Linked DNA regions of Mus musculus: regions 2, 3 and 4 are each linked to region 1. The links are chromatin contacts, called in public ChIA-PET, Hi-C and HiChIP or PLAC-seq maps. All regions are on one chromosome and are shown on one strand. Each heading gives the region's core, a stretch centred on a gene start, on an enhancer-like site or on the middle of the called end of the contact. The rest is flanking DNA. Distances are from core to core; before and after follow the strand shown.

Region 1 (3,591 bases), core at 576-3,075:
AAAGGTTTTTATCTCAACTTTTACTCATCAATTTATGGAAAGCAAGTCTTGAATCAATTTGACATTTTGGAGGCCATTTTCATCTTTTAAATCCTCAATGATTTTTTTTTTCATCTCTGGACTTTTAGATGTTTTAATTTAAAAGTATTATTTTTAGTGGTTCACTTAATTATTAAAATACAGGTACAGTTTGATCCTTGTACAACCTCTTAATGTGGGAAAAATATATGTAACATAAAATCTGTTGTTTTATAATGTATAGTCCACCCAAATGTGAAGGTGGTGTACTTGTGGCCAGCCCTTTTTAAGGTTTGCAAACTCAAGTACCCATGAGAAAGTAACTCCCTGGTCTTCCCTTCACTCAACCAGTGACAAATGGCATTTACTTTGTCTCTATGAGTTTAACTATTTTAGGTAGTAAGTAAGTAGAGTCATAGAGTTATTTATCTTTTTGTGAATAGCTTATTTCACTTTGCATGGTATATTCAAGGTTAATCCATATTGTAGTATGTGTCAGAAATTTTTTCCATTTTAATGTTGAGTAGTATTTCTCTCTCTCTCTCTCTTTCTGTGGTGTGTTTCTGCAACTTCACGTGTATATATCATATTGTGTACTTTTTCCAGTGATGTCTATTGTACGCATTTCTTGGCTGCTGTGAACAGTGATGCTGTTGGTAAAGATGTCCAACTCTCTAAGCTTGTTTTCTAGGACTTGCTGGATTGTACAGCAATTCTGTGCTTAGTTTTACCGACTCACCATATAATTTTGTATAATATGGTCTGTAGAAAGGTAACTTGGGACACTATTTTACAATATTGATAATATCATTTGATGCACAAAATTCTTACCTTGTTGAAATCCAAGGTACTTAGTATATATTCTTCACTTTGTTAAGTTGACTTTTGTGAAGTTGAACTCTCTTCTCTAGCCTCCTTCACCTGTAATTTTTTCTTTAAAGGTTAGAAAAGGGTCTGGGGAAATGGCTTACTTGGTAAAGTGCTTGCCACACAAATCATGAAATGCAAGTGTGGATTCCCTAGCACACACATAAAATCCAGGAGTGGGAGCACACATCTGTAACCCCAGAGCTAGCAGGCAGGCATTTGGGGAGCAGAGATAGGCAGATCTCTGGAACTTATTGACAAGTCAGCCTAGCCAAATTGTTGAGCTTCAGGTTCTGCAAGAGACCCTGTCTCAAAAAAACAAGGTAGAGAGTCACAGAGGAAGACCTGTGACATTGACCTCTGGCCTTCATGTGTGCATGTGGGCACATGAACGGGAACATGCACACCCACTCATGCATTAACCTACTTGAATACACACACACACACACACACACACACACACACACACACACACCTAGAAGAAACTGTATTGAAATTGGGCCTTTCCTAGTACTGCCTTCCCTTCCATTCCTCAGTGCACCTGCTTCCTCCAGAGTAAAAACCTTTTAATGGAGAGTTAGTGATTATATTGTTATGATTATGGAGGTAGGGTATATGATTAGCTCATGCCAAGTTATTGGTTAACTCAAGCAGGGCTAGATCTAGCAGTAAGGACAATGGTATAAGCTGCTGTGAATAATGCTGTCTTTGTAATAGGAATGCTTTGATGGCTATAGTGTAATCTTTACATAGTAGTCTTTCCTTATCTGAAGTTTCGCTTTCTGTAGTTTCAGTTATTTGCAGCCACCCACGATCCAAAAATACTAGTATTTCTTGAAACTCTAAATAGAAAGCAGCCTTGTTCACATGGCTTTTATGATTGTGTATAGTTACAGTTGTTCCATCTCATTCTTGGTCATGGTTAGTTTCTTACAGTCTCTACTTTGTAAACTGAACTTCTGTAGGAAAAAACCCCCAGTATCCATAGACTTTAATAGTGTTGGGTTATTGCTGAAGGCACCACACACATTGATTACTGGACATGGAGAAATAAAGTTTGTACTGACCACGAAGCTTCCTTCCTGCTGGCTTAGCTTTCATGGTACTAGAAGGTTCTGTGTAGGCTGCTGGGGGAAAATCAGCAGCAGCCTAAGCCTTGAACACTGAGCTGCAGTGATGCCTGGAGTGGCAGGATATGCCTGTGGGTACAGTAGTGGCTTGGTTATTCTGGGGCTGCACTTTCTGATGGGGTTAAGGCCCTCTCCATGAGCATGAGAGGAAGTGCATGCCTGGTACTGTAATCTTGCCAAGGACCTGGGTCTGGTGGGGGGTTCACCTTCCCCAGGGGTGAGCCCATTAGTGCTGTTCTCCTAAGTGGACGTGGTATTTACTGCTCTCACCTCTACCTCTATAGATAATAGAGTACAGCTCTCAGGATCCAGCAGAGAGGCGTCTTTGCAGCACGTGGTGGTTAACATCGAAACTCAACACTGGTCAAAGTGCAGAGAGTGTTAGTGGAGGACTCAGTCACAAACGGAATATCTGTGTTTCCCTCCCTCTAAAAGGAGAAAGGTGATTAGAGCCAGAAGTCAGGGAGGGCCAGAGCAAAACAGTATTGTCTGGACATGGGAGGGCCTCTGTGCTTAGGAACTTACAATAGCTGTGGTTACTTGTATAAGATCAGCAAGACATTAAGCCGACGAATATTCTAGCGTGGAGAGGAAACAGCTCTTGAGCCTTTCTTTTCTAACTAAGGAACTATTGACATGGTGGCTTCTGGGTGTGAGATAGTCAGTTTCCTTTAAGGATGTGGCCCTTGGTGAGCCAACCATGCTTCAGTGGATGGCTTCATACCTGTGACTATATGGATGGCACAATTTATACTCAGTGGACTTAAATGAAGATGACGGGAAGTTGGGAGTAGGGTCAAGGGGTTGAGGGGATAGGGAGAAGAGCAGGAAGTGAATATGATCAAAAGAACATTTTATAAAATTCTCAAAGAACGAAAAAATATTATATTAAAGCTTCAGATAACAATAAAAAAATGATGCTGAGGGTTTCCACTGGGATGTGTGGGATGTGTATGCCTTGGATTGCATCCTCAGGATGAGTTCTAGTTACTTCTTTCATTTCGTCTCCTGCCTTCCTGCCTGATTGCCTTCTTGTGGGAATGTTGAGAGAATTTCATTATGTAGCCCAGGTTGGTTCCAGACTCACACAAACCGTGCTGTTTTAGTCTCTTGAGAGCTAGTATTACAGGTGTGAGCCATCGTACCTGCTGTTAGTGTTGTTTTTATTGAAGACTTTTAGCCCCCCCGGGGACGATGCCTGTTTTGTTTTACACTGCACACCTTTAACTGGCACAAAGTAGTTACTCAGTAAGTAGTTGTTGATGCTCTTGGAAACTGTGTTCTGATTGCAATAACTTCATACCAACGACTTGTATGTACTGTCCAGGTTTCCAAAGACTCAAGCTAAAATACTGTTGATTGTATCTGAATGCCAAGAAGGCAGAGCCAGTCTATAGAATAAAAGACAGAATAATTGTGTCTTTGTAGAAAAGTTCTCTCTTATATATGTGTAAGTGTATATGTTTTCATATGTATGTCTGAGTGCACGGAGAAAGCTTATTAAGAAAGATACATATTAAGTTTCATCACAGTAGTTAAGTCTAGAAAGGAAGAGAGGGGGTAATTGGAGTTTCAT
Region 2 (3,591 bases), core at 513-3,012, 220 kb after region 1:
CTTCCCTTTGTTATACTTAATCTCTTGATATCAACAGTCATAGGACAGATAGTGACTTATGTGCAAGCCGTCAGATATAGTAGTGTTAGAAATGTATGCAAGCAAGGCTGGGCAGTTCCACACAGATACTTGGTATTTGCTTTTCTATGTGGTTTCTGTTATATCAAACACAAGGCAGAGAAAGTTGCCCCCACAGCCCTGCTGGAGTGAGCAAGTGTGCTCTGGCCTGCTACAGGCCACTTTCTGAGCTGTCCAGGCCATGGAAGCACAAATAGCAACCTCGGGCACATAAGGACACGCACAGGCCACAGAGCCTGTGAAGGGCTCTGTCAGGTTTCAGTGAACAGATGTTTATCCCACAACGCTTCCCCTCTTCTTGGGGTTTGTCTAGTGCATTACAGAAAAAAGGAAGAAAAAGAAACCTTAAACTGTTTACACTAATTATCCCCTTTTGCTGCTCTTGCTTGTTTTGTTTTGCTCTTTCTTTTTCCCATACATTAAGAAGTCTTCATGTGAGGAAGTTCTGCCCAGCTGCTCTCTGGAATGGACCCTTCCATAGCTTAAACTGGGAACCTTTTGTTCTTGGATCTGAGTACAGCTCAGCTCGCCTTGTCACATGTGTGTTGGTGCACTGGCTTCCAAGAAGTTTATAGGCTTTTTCTCAACCCATTTCCTTCTTACCCCAAAGATAATCTGCTTCTATGACTTTCCTTCAAGTAAACAACTCCAGATCCCTTCATTGTATCTGTTCTCCCTGTGGCTCAGTCAGTACTTTATGCAGCCAGGCCGCTCTGAAGCCTGTGCTTAAGTTCGGTGCGTTCCGTGCCACCGTCCTAGCTATTAAATACTAAGTCAAACCCTTTCTTCTGTCTCTCTTTTGTTCATGTGTTCACTTACTTTTTCATTTCCTTTGTTCAAGAAATACACATATATATTTAGCTCCTGCTGTGTACCAGGTACAGCTCTGGGTACAAAGGAGTCAGCAATAAGTAAAACCAGACGTGGTCTTGGCCTTCAAGGAATTCCCATTGTAGTGAGGGAGAAAGGCATATAAAGGATTAATTACAATTCAAGGTGATGCACACTATAATAGTAGAGTTCAAAGTTCTTTGAAGAATGGCAAGAGTGTAATTGGCTCTGCCTCAGGCATCAAAAATACCTTCCCAGACTATTTGACATGTGTTTATTCTAGACATAGAACAGCATATATGGAAGATGTGTTTGCAAAATGGTAAATGGTCCAGAGAGGCCAGTAACTAGGATATAAGAAATGATGAAGGTAAAGCTGAGAACTCAAGGTGGGCAGCAGCCTAGCTCACTTATTTTGCAAATAAGGCTTAAAAATCATTCATATATATAATATACATATATATTATATATGCATATATACACACACACATATATCTTTCAGAAAAGAGAAGGTACGAGCAATGACAACTTTTAAACACACACTCAATGTGTTTAAAATGAGTGAGTCACACACTCAATGTCATAGGCTCAGTTGTATTTGCTTAAAATCCATATGCTCTGGTCCCATCCCCAAGACCTCAGAAAGTGACTGTATTGGAGATGGGTCCTTTCAGTGGATGTTAAGTTAAATTGACGTTGTTTAGGAGTGTTTTAGTCAGTAGGGCTGGGGTCCTTACCAGAAAAGGAAGATGAGAGGCAGAGGGAGAAGTCTATGAAAGCATGCTGAGAAGAGACTCAGCAGCCAGCACTTTACCTCTAAACCAGGAAGTGCACTTCTGTGTTCAGTGACTCAGTCTGTGTGCACTTAGTTATAGGAGCCTTGAAAAAAATGGATACACTCAACATTGTGATTTATAGGGGGCTGGAGAGATGACTCAGCGGGTAAGAGCACTGACTGCTCTTCCAAAGGTCCTGATTTCAAATCCCGGCAACCACATGGTGACTCACAACCACCCATAATGAGACCTGAAGCCCTCTTCTGGCGCATCTGAAAACAGCTACAGTGTACTTGTGTATAATAATAAATAAAATCTTTTTTTAAAAATTGTGATTTATAAATATGGTTATGTAGAGGGTGCTGGCTTGGGATGGACAGTTATGAGGAAGAGGAAACAGGACTAAGGTGCTGAGGCAACGTTCTAGGCTGCTGAGGGATTATACTTGTAAGATACCCTTTTAACCAAAATAGTGAATACCATAGAGAAGACACCTTTGGGAGAGTAGAGAGGAGCAGAACCCCAAACAGCACATTTAGATTTAGATCTGTCTGTTTCTGGTTTTACCTTGGGTAGCTGAGCTACTTGGGTGGTATCCAGGTGAATTTTCTTGCTGCTGGCCCTTGCTTGAGTTCTGCAGCAGGAGTGATAGTTTCCCGTTGTCTCTGTCCCTGCTTCACACTAGCTGGTATGGCCATGACTGCATCCTTCTCCTCTGGGCACGTTTCCACAGGGAGTCATCCCTGCAGCTGCAGTTCACTCGAGTTCAAGTCCTGGGCTACACAATGCCAGCCCACTGTTGTCAGGCCTGTGGTGTCTCTGCCTCTGGTTTGTTTCTTTAGCTCTGTGTTCAGCTTCAGTTGGCCCTTTGCATGCACCATCTCTCTCAGTGACTTGAAAGTACCTCCTTCTAGGCGGAAGTCCTAGAGACAGGAGGAAATGTATAATGACACTTGGAAAGAGTCTGAGTGTGAGTGTAGATTTGGTATTCTGTAGGTTAGGTCTGAACTGATTCATTGCCAATAGCAGTGAAAAGTGAAAGGGGTCATGGGTAGAATGCTGGAAAACTTAAACTCCTCAGGAATTGGCTAGCTTTGTAGCAAAGTTGGATTTTATTTATATAATTCCTTAAGTCTGATTACATGAATAAATGCAAGTGAATAATTCCGACTGAATATTCCCACTAGTAACATAACACTAAAGTATATGGTGGCATATGCCTGTAATTCCAAACTCAGGAGGGTAAGGCCAGGGGTCATGAGTTCCAGTTTCTGGCCCAGCTTGAGAACCAAGAGAGAAGCGGGGAGGGGCTAGAGACAGACAGACAGAGACAGATAGAAACTGATTTGTCATAAAGAAGGGAACCAATGAACAGTGGGTCAGTTTATAGAGAGTAAGTAGAATAACAAAAGTAACATTTACAAACCTCAGAAATATAATTATTAAAAACCCTATATGTCTAATTACAAGTTACTTAGAAATATATGTCTTAATGAAATTTACTAAGTCCTTTTGGATGGCACTCCTTGTGGCCAAGATTTATTTTACCCTATGTTCCAAAATAATAAAGTCTGTGCTACCTGTTAAACAGACAGTTGTGGTGATTATATGTTAATTTTTTCCTTGTGGTGTTATTAATCTGTATTTCTATATCATAGGTGCCACTATCTTTCTTATTATTGATGATGAATCCAGCACTTAGAGACGTCAGTAATTTTCTCCAGACCACACAGCTAGTAAACGTTAGAGCCAAATTCTTGTATTTACCTGAACAAGGAAGGAGGTTCACTAATACTTAGACTTTCTCGGACCCTATTCAAAGGCTTTTTCTTCCAGAACTCAAGGAGGCTAGCACAAAGCACTTCCTCTAAAAAGGTGTCACTGTGGTCAAGTCTCAAAAGATGCC
Region 3 (3,591 bases), core at 470-2,969, 210 kb after region 1:
CCACTGGAGCATCTCACCACCCTCAGACTTCTCCTGTAAAAGCAGAAATCAGTTTGTAAGGAACAAAGGTGCTGGAGACAACTGTTCCAGTCTGCATGCCTAGGTGGTGTCCGCAATTGACAGATGAATTATGGCATTCCTCTCTCCCCACTCTACTCTCTCTCTCTCTCCCTCACAGAGGGGGCAGAGATTATCCAGCTGTAAGAACAGAGGTACTGCCATTTTGCAACAACATAGATAAACCTAGAGATTATTCTGCTAAGCCACATAAGCCAAACACAAGGAGAAAGCTACTTTATAATCGCACATCTGTGTGGAATCTTTCTTTAAAGGATGAACATATAGAAATAGAGATTTCAATAGTAAAATGGTGACTGCCAGACCCAAGGAGGACGTGGAAGGGGGAGGAGTAAACTAGAGGGCTTGGATTTGCAATTGTTTAAACTAAATGCATTTAAAAGTCAAAAAAATACATGAGGACTGTAGTCTGTATTCTACAGTGAACTAAAAATTTACTAAAGTACTACAATAGTAAACAATAATGCCAATATGAAGACTATGTTATATTTGAGCAGAGGAATAGGTATGCATGTGTGTGTACCTTCGTGTGTGTGGCTACACATGTGTGTGTCTGCGCTTGATAGCACTAATGAGTTCCTCTGTTTCATACTTTAAGTGCTCTTATGGTGAGTTTGAATAGTTTACACTGAGTTTAAAAGATACACAAATGCTACTTCTTAAAGCAGTTCTGCAGCTTCGATTGTTGATCTAGAAGTTGTGGAGCTTGAGGAGTCATCCATTCAGTTCTGACAGCAACCTTGAGCTGTGCCTGGCAAGTGGTGGTCAGTACTATTGATATCTGGACAGTTAGACTCTAGCAATGCTGACCTGGGCCAAGGGATCTCCTTGGCCTTAGTGGTAATAGTTAAGTGTTTTCCAAGGTGGGCCTAGGCATTTTAAATGTGACATTACAATTAATGAAACAAGAAGAAGAGACAAGAAGCTGGTGGGATGCCGTAGGGGGAGCTGGGGGATAGATGTGCTGAGTGGGTATGAGCAATATATAGTGTAAAAATGTATGGAACTTTCAAAGAGCGAAAAGTGCAATTTAAGAAGTAAAAATCAGATTGGAACTAATTTACTATCCATTTAGAATCATACTGACTGCCCTACTGTTTGAAAGAATCCCCATTCTACTGTGCTAATAGGTGATACCTTGTGAGGCTAGTGAGCATTCGGTAACTGTGACGTTTCAGTGCCTTAGTCTCTACCTAGTCCCCAACCTCTGCACCGTTGGCTGTTTGGGTTGAATCCCTAGTTTTATTTGGGAGGAAGGGTTTTCTCTTCTACTACTTGAAAGTCAGTTGCATCCTTGGCTTCTACACACTGGACATCAGTAGCAACTGCCAGGCTGGAGAATCAGCAGTATAGGACTTGCTTTGCGTGAGGACAGTAGAAAGCATGGGGCAGTGGCAGGAACACCTTCCACGGAATATCAGTCTATGATCATCAATCTTTAGGAAGCCCTCAGGGCCTATTTTTATCTAGGCTCAGGTTTCACAAACCCTACACTCAAGCTTTGCACTTTTCATGAGTAAAGGCTACCGCCCCTACACAATTCACAGCAATTCAAAATTAAAGAAAGCCTTGCACCCGCAGCACTGCCTGGTTATCATGTATCCAACTCCCCTAGCTCCAGGCCCTCAGTGCTCAGAGGTGCCTGTCTGTCTGCCCACTTCCTGCCCTCCTCTGCTCTCAAGAGGAAGCCGCAACTTACCAAGTGCTGTCATTTGAAAGTGTGTTTCTTGGTTTTAGCCGTCATCATTTTGTTACTTTTCATTACTGCTGCTGAAGGTCAAGTTTCCAAGTCAGGTCTCTGTTTTCTGTTTATTTGTTTTGTTTGTTTGGGGGTTTTCATGTTTACATTTTAAAGCTCCCTTTGATAGCATTATCAGCAACTTATTTTGAAAGATTTTGTCTTGAAGATCAATAGCCACAAAGCCCAATTTACCTTTACCCACATTCTCAGTCTTTGGGAAATAAGTGGAGAGCCTGTACTCATGGCAGCCTTTGAAACTCTCTTCTATCTTAGAGAGTTGTTGGTGCCAGAAGTGTAGCTCAGTGCTGAGAGTGCCTACCTACCCCAGAAATGGAAGCTGTTCTCATTTTGACAAGTCGTTTTTAAAACTTTATGTCATTGTCTTAGGGTTTTACTGCTGTGAACAGACACCATGACCAAGTCAAGTCTTATTAAAAAAAAAAAAAAACATCATTTAATTGGTGCTGGCTTACAGGATCAGAGGTTCAGTCCATTATCATCAAGGTGGGAGCATGGCAGCATCCAGGCAGGCAAGGCACAGGCAGAGCTGAGAGTTCTACGTCTTCATACAAAGGCTGCTAGTGGAAGACTGACTTCCAGGCAACTAGGGTCAGAGTCTTAAGCCCATGCCCACAGTGACACACCTACTCCAACAAGGTCACACCTATTCCAACAAGGCCACACCTCCAAATGGTGCCACTTCCTGGTCCAAGAATATACAAACCACCATAGTCATGTTCGCATTTAAGGTGGTTAAAATATTTAGGTTTTTTGCTTCTCCCCCTGAATTATTATTTTTAAAGGAATACAAACAAAAAGAAACATGTTAACATTTTAAACTTAGTCCCATTGGGAAGTTTTCGTGGCAGTACGTTGCATTTCTCAACATGGATACTGTGCTCACTTTGGCTTGTGGTTCTGTTATGTAGTGCAGGACCCTTCACATCACTTACCCTTGTCTGCTAAATGTCCAGTACAGTTTTAGATGTCCCATCAATGGCTCCTGTCACCTCACTTGAGGAAAATATAAGTAATCGTTTTTGTTTTGTTTTAGTTCCAGTGGGAAAGTGGCTACCTTTTTAGGTTATTTAACAAGCTTATTTCTATTTATAGAAGAGATTTCTAGGGTGATCCTAGAAACACCCTAAGCTTACTCTGGTTGGCTGGCCCGTTACTTTCAGGGTGAGATTTTTCGCCTTGGAGGGCTGTGTGTGGAACCTATAACATGAGCTTATGTTGGCAGTTCCAGATTTGCCTTTCTCCTTCCCAGTCTCCTGTCTGACATGGTCCCTCTTGAATAGGCTCCCCAGGGGTATCTGTTTACCAAGCCTGTTTTTAAGCTTACTAATTTTCTTCAAGTGTAAAAAAGCCTCTCCACTAATAAGGTAAATTCCAAATTGTATGTGTAGGCTTCTTATTTGGACTCTGGAACATGTTTTGCCATGGAAACCATTTAGTGCATAGTTATGTTACCAAGGAAACCAGATATACTGAAGGAGTCCATCAAGCCAGAGTGCCTACTTGATTACCTTTTGAGAGACAGAATCCAGTCCTCTTTTTTCTTCTTGTTGGCTACCAGTCAGCACATCTTGTTAGAGGATGAGGCAACCATGATCCAGCTATGGCAGAGTAGACCACTCAGTTCACACAGCACAAGTCTGTTTAACAGGAGGCCTCCAAAGTGGGATCAGATCTTTCTTGTATAAAGTAGAAAGGCAGTACAATCAATAGCCAGACTGTTGCTCACTGCTGAGTTATTACAGCAGCAGCAT
Region 4 (3,591 bases), core at 374-2,873, 150 kb before region 1:
TCCTCTTCTTGAGACCAAAACTCTTTGAGATCAGAGACTTCTTACCATACAAAGTACCTAGCACATTCCATCAGTGGTTTTTGACTGCTTGCCATAAACATTCTTCCTAGAATTGTTCCAAAACAAATAGGAATTGGAATGAAGCTTAGCCCCTTGAAGTCTAAGCCCTTACTACATCCCTAGAACTGGAAGGGTTAGCCGTCTTTGGAAATCCAACACATTTCTGAACTAACTTTGAAGCCCTTAGCTGTAACCTGAAATCTGTTTTACCATTGAAAAGCTGCCGCCGCCACCCACCACATAGCATGTGACAGGGACCAGCAGCTGTAGATGGCTTCCTGAAAAAATGGAAGCCAGAGGGAAGCCTGCCAGCTCTGTGGCAGTCAGAAGCAGGGATCTTCCTGGAGGAAGAGGGGGGCGTGTTGGGGCTGAATCCCATACAGGATTTGATCCAACCAGATGCTGAGCTTCTGGGAAATGACATAAGGCCCGTTGACCTTTGGTGAGTGGGTCACGCTATCAAACCAGAATGGTCTTCCTTTGTGACTAACCATTCTTTGATCCTGAGACTTGTCTCTTTAAGTTTTCACAATGTCTCTGTTCTCTAGCAGACCTCGCCATGCCTTGGATTAAGGGGTTTGCCACACCATGCTTCATGGTGGATCTGAGACCTCTATTCCATGGGAGGCCAGCTTTCTCCTCCATAGCACTTGGCATCGGGAGAAGAGTTAGCCAGCTTGGCATGTGAAGGGAAATGGCTCCTTCCTGAGGGCAGCTTCTTCATCCCTCTCATCTGGTTCAGATTGTTCAAGTAAAGCTTTAAACCACACTGCCCTCACGCCAGGCCTCTTCCCAGGTTTCCCCTGTCTGCTAGCTGGCTCTGCTGCCATCGGATACACCCTTACACGGAGTGCCTGGCTCTGAAGCCTGAAGGTTCCCCAGGATCAAATCCCTGCAATACGCTTAGGCTTTCTGTACTTTTTTGGTCATCATGAGTCCTGGCGTGCTTTTATCATGCCCTTTATACCACCTGATTAGGTATGCTGATAATCTAAATCTCCAACTTTGAGGCCAGCCTGGTAACTTCAAAGCCAGCCAGGGCTACATAGTAAACCCTCTCTCAATAACAGACACCCCCCCAAATCCTCTTCTTTTGAAGTAGGCTGTTTTCTTAGAGCTCTATTAAGCAAACATGGTGTGATTTGGGCATGTGCAGGGGACCCTGGGTAGCCATGGTTAACAAGGAGTGACTGTACCTAGAGGTGTATATATTAGAAAATTGTGATTGGTAAAATTGTTTTTATTTTCTTCGAAGTGTCATTTTAAAAATAGTGTCCCTTTAAAACAGTCTTCAGTTCACAGAGAAGTTGAACAGCCAGCCTGTAGTCCAGTTTCCTCTGTCCCTGTCTTCACACATGTGGCCTCTCTGTTGTCAGCATTCCCCACTACAGTAGCTTCGCCCCCTCCCATGGAGGAGCACCGGCTTCAAGATGCTGACTTTAATTGGGGTAGAAGTCTTCTGCTGGCCCTGGACAGTGCTGATTTGGAAGCTTGGCTTTGCTTTCCTTGGTCAGGTTGGCTTTTGTCCCTCAGATCCCTTCCGAAGCCCATGCAGCAATGTTAGGGAGCAACCACACGAGGGCAGTAGAGAACCACGACTATTCAGCTAACTTGCAAAGTCTGAGGAAAAGGCTCCAAGTCAGAAAAAAAGGATCAAAGAGAGCCAGTCTTCTGAAGGAAGTTGAGGGAAGCAAGTTGTTTCAGCGCAGCAGTGTCTTTCCAAACCTGACACCTGAAGCAGCGCGCTAGCCCGGGGACTTAGCCAAGGTCCAACAGCTGTGCCCCAAATCCCTCTCCAACCAGAGGCTGCTCCCCAAATCTCTTTCCAACCCATCGTTTCTGCCCTTGTTTTCTCCTTGAGAGTCATTCGCCAGTCACAGGGAGAACAGTCAGTGGGAGATTTGGGCCATCCCATAGTGCTCTTACAACTTTATGGTTTACAGAGGATTCTCACACCTCTCCTTCCCCAGATCTGTCCTCTGTCGTACTTGAGTGGCAAAAAGGGCATGGCTGTCATTGATGTTGAAGGAAACAGATTGGAAACTAGTGACTTTTGAAGACACACCTAGTTTGCCTCGCTAAACCAGAAACCCTGTTTTGGGCAAGCTGACTGGCCATTGAGCTCTCTAGATCTGTTCGTTCCTGCCCCAATTCCCCGCCCCTCCCAATGCTGGAAATACAGGCACATGGAGCTGTGTCCATCTAGGGGTTCAAACCTGGGTCCTCATGCTTATCGAGCAAGCCCTCTTCCATGCTGAGCCATTCCCATCCCCTGCTCCCAAAGTTAACTTTCAGTGTGGGTCCAGTTAAGAGCAGGGCTGGAAACTATAGCTTGCTCAGGTGGTGACAGCCAGGTGCCAGCCAGGTGCACACAAAGCCCTGGGAACATTGTAGCACACACCTAATCGCAGTACCCAGGACATAGATACAGGAGGATTCTTGGTTAATAGGGAGTCTGTGGCCAGCCTAGTATATGTGAGACCGTGGCTCAAAACTGTTGTTGGTAGACAGCAAGGCAAAGAGTAGGAAGTTTAAGGTTCCCAAAGTCAAGTTTTAAGAAACTCTGGTAAAGCAGGAAGATGTAACAAAACTATTGACAAAATAATTGCAAGCCTGAGTCTGCCTAAGCAACGGAACGCTGAACTGTTCACCTTCTCCTCCGCCTCTGTAGAGTGGGGTATGGAATTCCTCCCCGCCTTAAGTCACATTAGAATGGTGCGAAAGTGTGTTGAGGCTTCGAAGGAATTGGTTGTGCTAGTGTCTGTCTATCCAGGCCCTACCTTCTCTTTGCCGAGAAACCCAATTACTAAGTACAGTTGAGCTTACTGCCCACACATTCTGAAGTGGGGAGGACAGAAGGCCTGGAGAATCCCTGCAATCATTCTGGGAACAAGTCCTAGCGCATGTCACTGTTTGCTCTGTCATCCCAATTCAATGACCTCATATGAGGAAGGGCGGAGCCGAGGGAGCTGTCCTCCAGATACCTAAAGAGGCTCCTGACATACTGTTTTCATTGGCAGGGAGCAGGCCCAGGGTTGGTGTTTGAAGTCTGAGCTAATCTTGGAAAAGAAGAACAGTACCTCCCACAGCTGGCCAGGCTTCTGGGGGAGCTGTCCCAAGCTGCCCCAGAGAGTGCTGGTGTGGGCACTGGAGTCCAGGACACACTGCCATGGCCCCATGTTCTCATCAGCCACCGCACTCCCTGAGTGAGGACATGCCATCATTGAGGCATCCAGGGCCTGGGGCTGGGACAGCTCCTAAATTGATTGTTATGGGATTACTGGCCTGGATTGGCAGAGGGTGCAGTAATCTCGGGAGCTGGAGAGCGTCACTGACCTCAAGCATCTATCCTTGAGGTTGCCTCCTGTGGACCTGGTCTTTTAGGGAAACAAGTCAGGCATGTGTCAAAAGGCCGGGTAGGACCTCTCAGTGTCCCTTCACCACAAGGACTCCTCTTATCCATCCTTTGAATACTTAACAATGTGTTCAGTTGGTTGAGATGCATGGCTGTGATTTTTAGTTGTTTTTTTT

The links. Hi-C and Micro-C count contacts between places; a contact is called where the count stands out from the background. ChIA-PET counts read pairs in DNA pulled down with a chosen protein or histone mark. HiChIP or PLAC-seq counts read pairs in DNA pulled down with a chosen protein or histone mark.
Region 2: a BATF HiChIP or PLAC-seq map of CD8 T cells shows a contact between it and region 1, with 5 read pairs. The contact joins two enhancer-like sites. A contact is called at or near these places in 2 of 15 datasets of contacts at CTCF or cohesin (both in the NIH/3T3 cell line), 31 of 484 Hi-C or Micro-C datasets (the 3T3-L1 cell line, the AML12 cell line, the BV-2 cell line and 22 more), 3 of 115 datasets of contacts at active chromatin or transcription factors (CD8 T cells, the HPC-7 cell line and acute myeloid leukemia) and 3 of 9 other capture datasets (adipose tissue, liver and pancreatic islet).
Region 3: a contact with region 1 is called in an RNA polymerase II ChIA-PET map of effector CD8 T cells, with 114 read pairs. The contact joins two enhancer-like sites. A contact is called at or near these places in 3 of 15 datasets of contacts at CTCF or cohesin (CD8 T cells and the NIH/3T3 cell line), 17 of 484 Hi-C or Micro-C datasets (the AML12 cell line, CD4 T cells, ECoMG myeloid progenitors and 10 more), 4 of 115 datasets of contacts at active chromatin or transcription factors (CD8 T cells, the HPC-7 cell line, effector CD8 T cells and 1 more) and 4 of 9 other capture datasets (adipose tissue, embryonic stem cells, liver and 1 more).
Region 4: a Hi-C map of Th17 cells shows a contact between it and region 1, with 5 times the contacts expected there. The contact joins two enhancer-like sites. A contact is called at or near these places in 2 of 15 datasets of contacts at CTCF or cohesin (CD8 T cells and the NIH/3T3 cell line), 16 of 484 Hi-C or Micro-C datasets (the HPC-7 cell line, the STO cell line, Sertoli cells and 10 more), 8 of 115 datasets of contacts at active chromatin or transcription factors (CD8 T cells, the HPC-7 cell line, bone marrow-derived macrophages and 5 more) and 2 of 9 other capture datasets (adipose tissue and pancreatic islet).

Annotation. Positions count from the first base shown.
Region 1 is chr5:31,711,831-31,715,421 of GRCm38.p6, forward strand. The region is part of intron 2 of Babam2 (BRISC and BRCA1 A complex member 2); the gene reads left to right. Among named protein-coding and RNA genes, the nearest start is that of Babam2, 16 kb to the left of the region's middle. Within about 2 kb of position 1,826, at least 70 of the 459 cell types and tissues checked have an H3K27ac peak or open chromatin away from gene starts, as enhancers often do. A contact at or near this core is called in CD8 T cells, the HPC-7 cell line, Th1 cells and 6 more, where this site is marked.
Region 2 is chr5:31,934,324-31,937,914 of GRCm38.p6, forward strand. The region is part of intron 7 of Babam2 (BRISC and BRCA1 A complex member 2); the gene reads left to right. Among named protein-coding and RNA genes, the nearest start is that of Gm52770, 63 kb to the right of the region's middle. Within about 2 kb of position 1,763, at least 41 of the 459 cell types and tissues checked have an H3K27ac peak or open chromatin away from gene starts, as enhancers often do. A contact at or near this core is called in CD8 T cells and pancreatic cancer cells, where this site is marked.
Region 3 is chr5:31,917,027-31,920,617 of GRCm38.p6, forward strand. All of the region lies in intron 7 of Babam2 (BRISC and BRCA1 A complex member 2), which reads left to right. Among named protein-coding and RNA genes, the nearest start is that of Gm52770, 80 kb to the right of the region's middle. Within about 2 kb of position 1,720, at least 50 of the 459 cell types and tissues checked have an H3K27ac peak or open chromatin away from gene starts, as enhancers often do. A contact at or near this core is called in CD8 T cells, the HPC-7 cell line, Th1 cells and 4 more, where this site is marked.
Region 4 is chr5:31,562,113-31,565,703 of GRCm38.p6, forward strand. No RefSeq gene overlaps it. Among named protein-coding and RNA genes, the nearest start is that of AI839979, 7.5 kb to the right of the region's middle. Within about 2 kb of position 1,624, at least 72 of the 459 cell types and tissues checked have an H3K27ac peak or open chromatin away from gene starts, as enhancers often do. A contact at or near this core is called in CD8 T cells and Th17 cells, where this site is marked.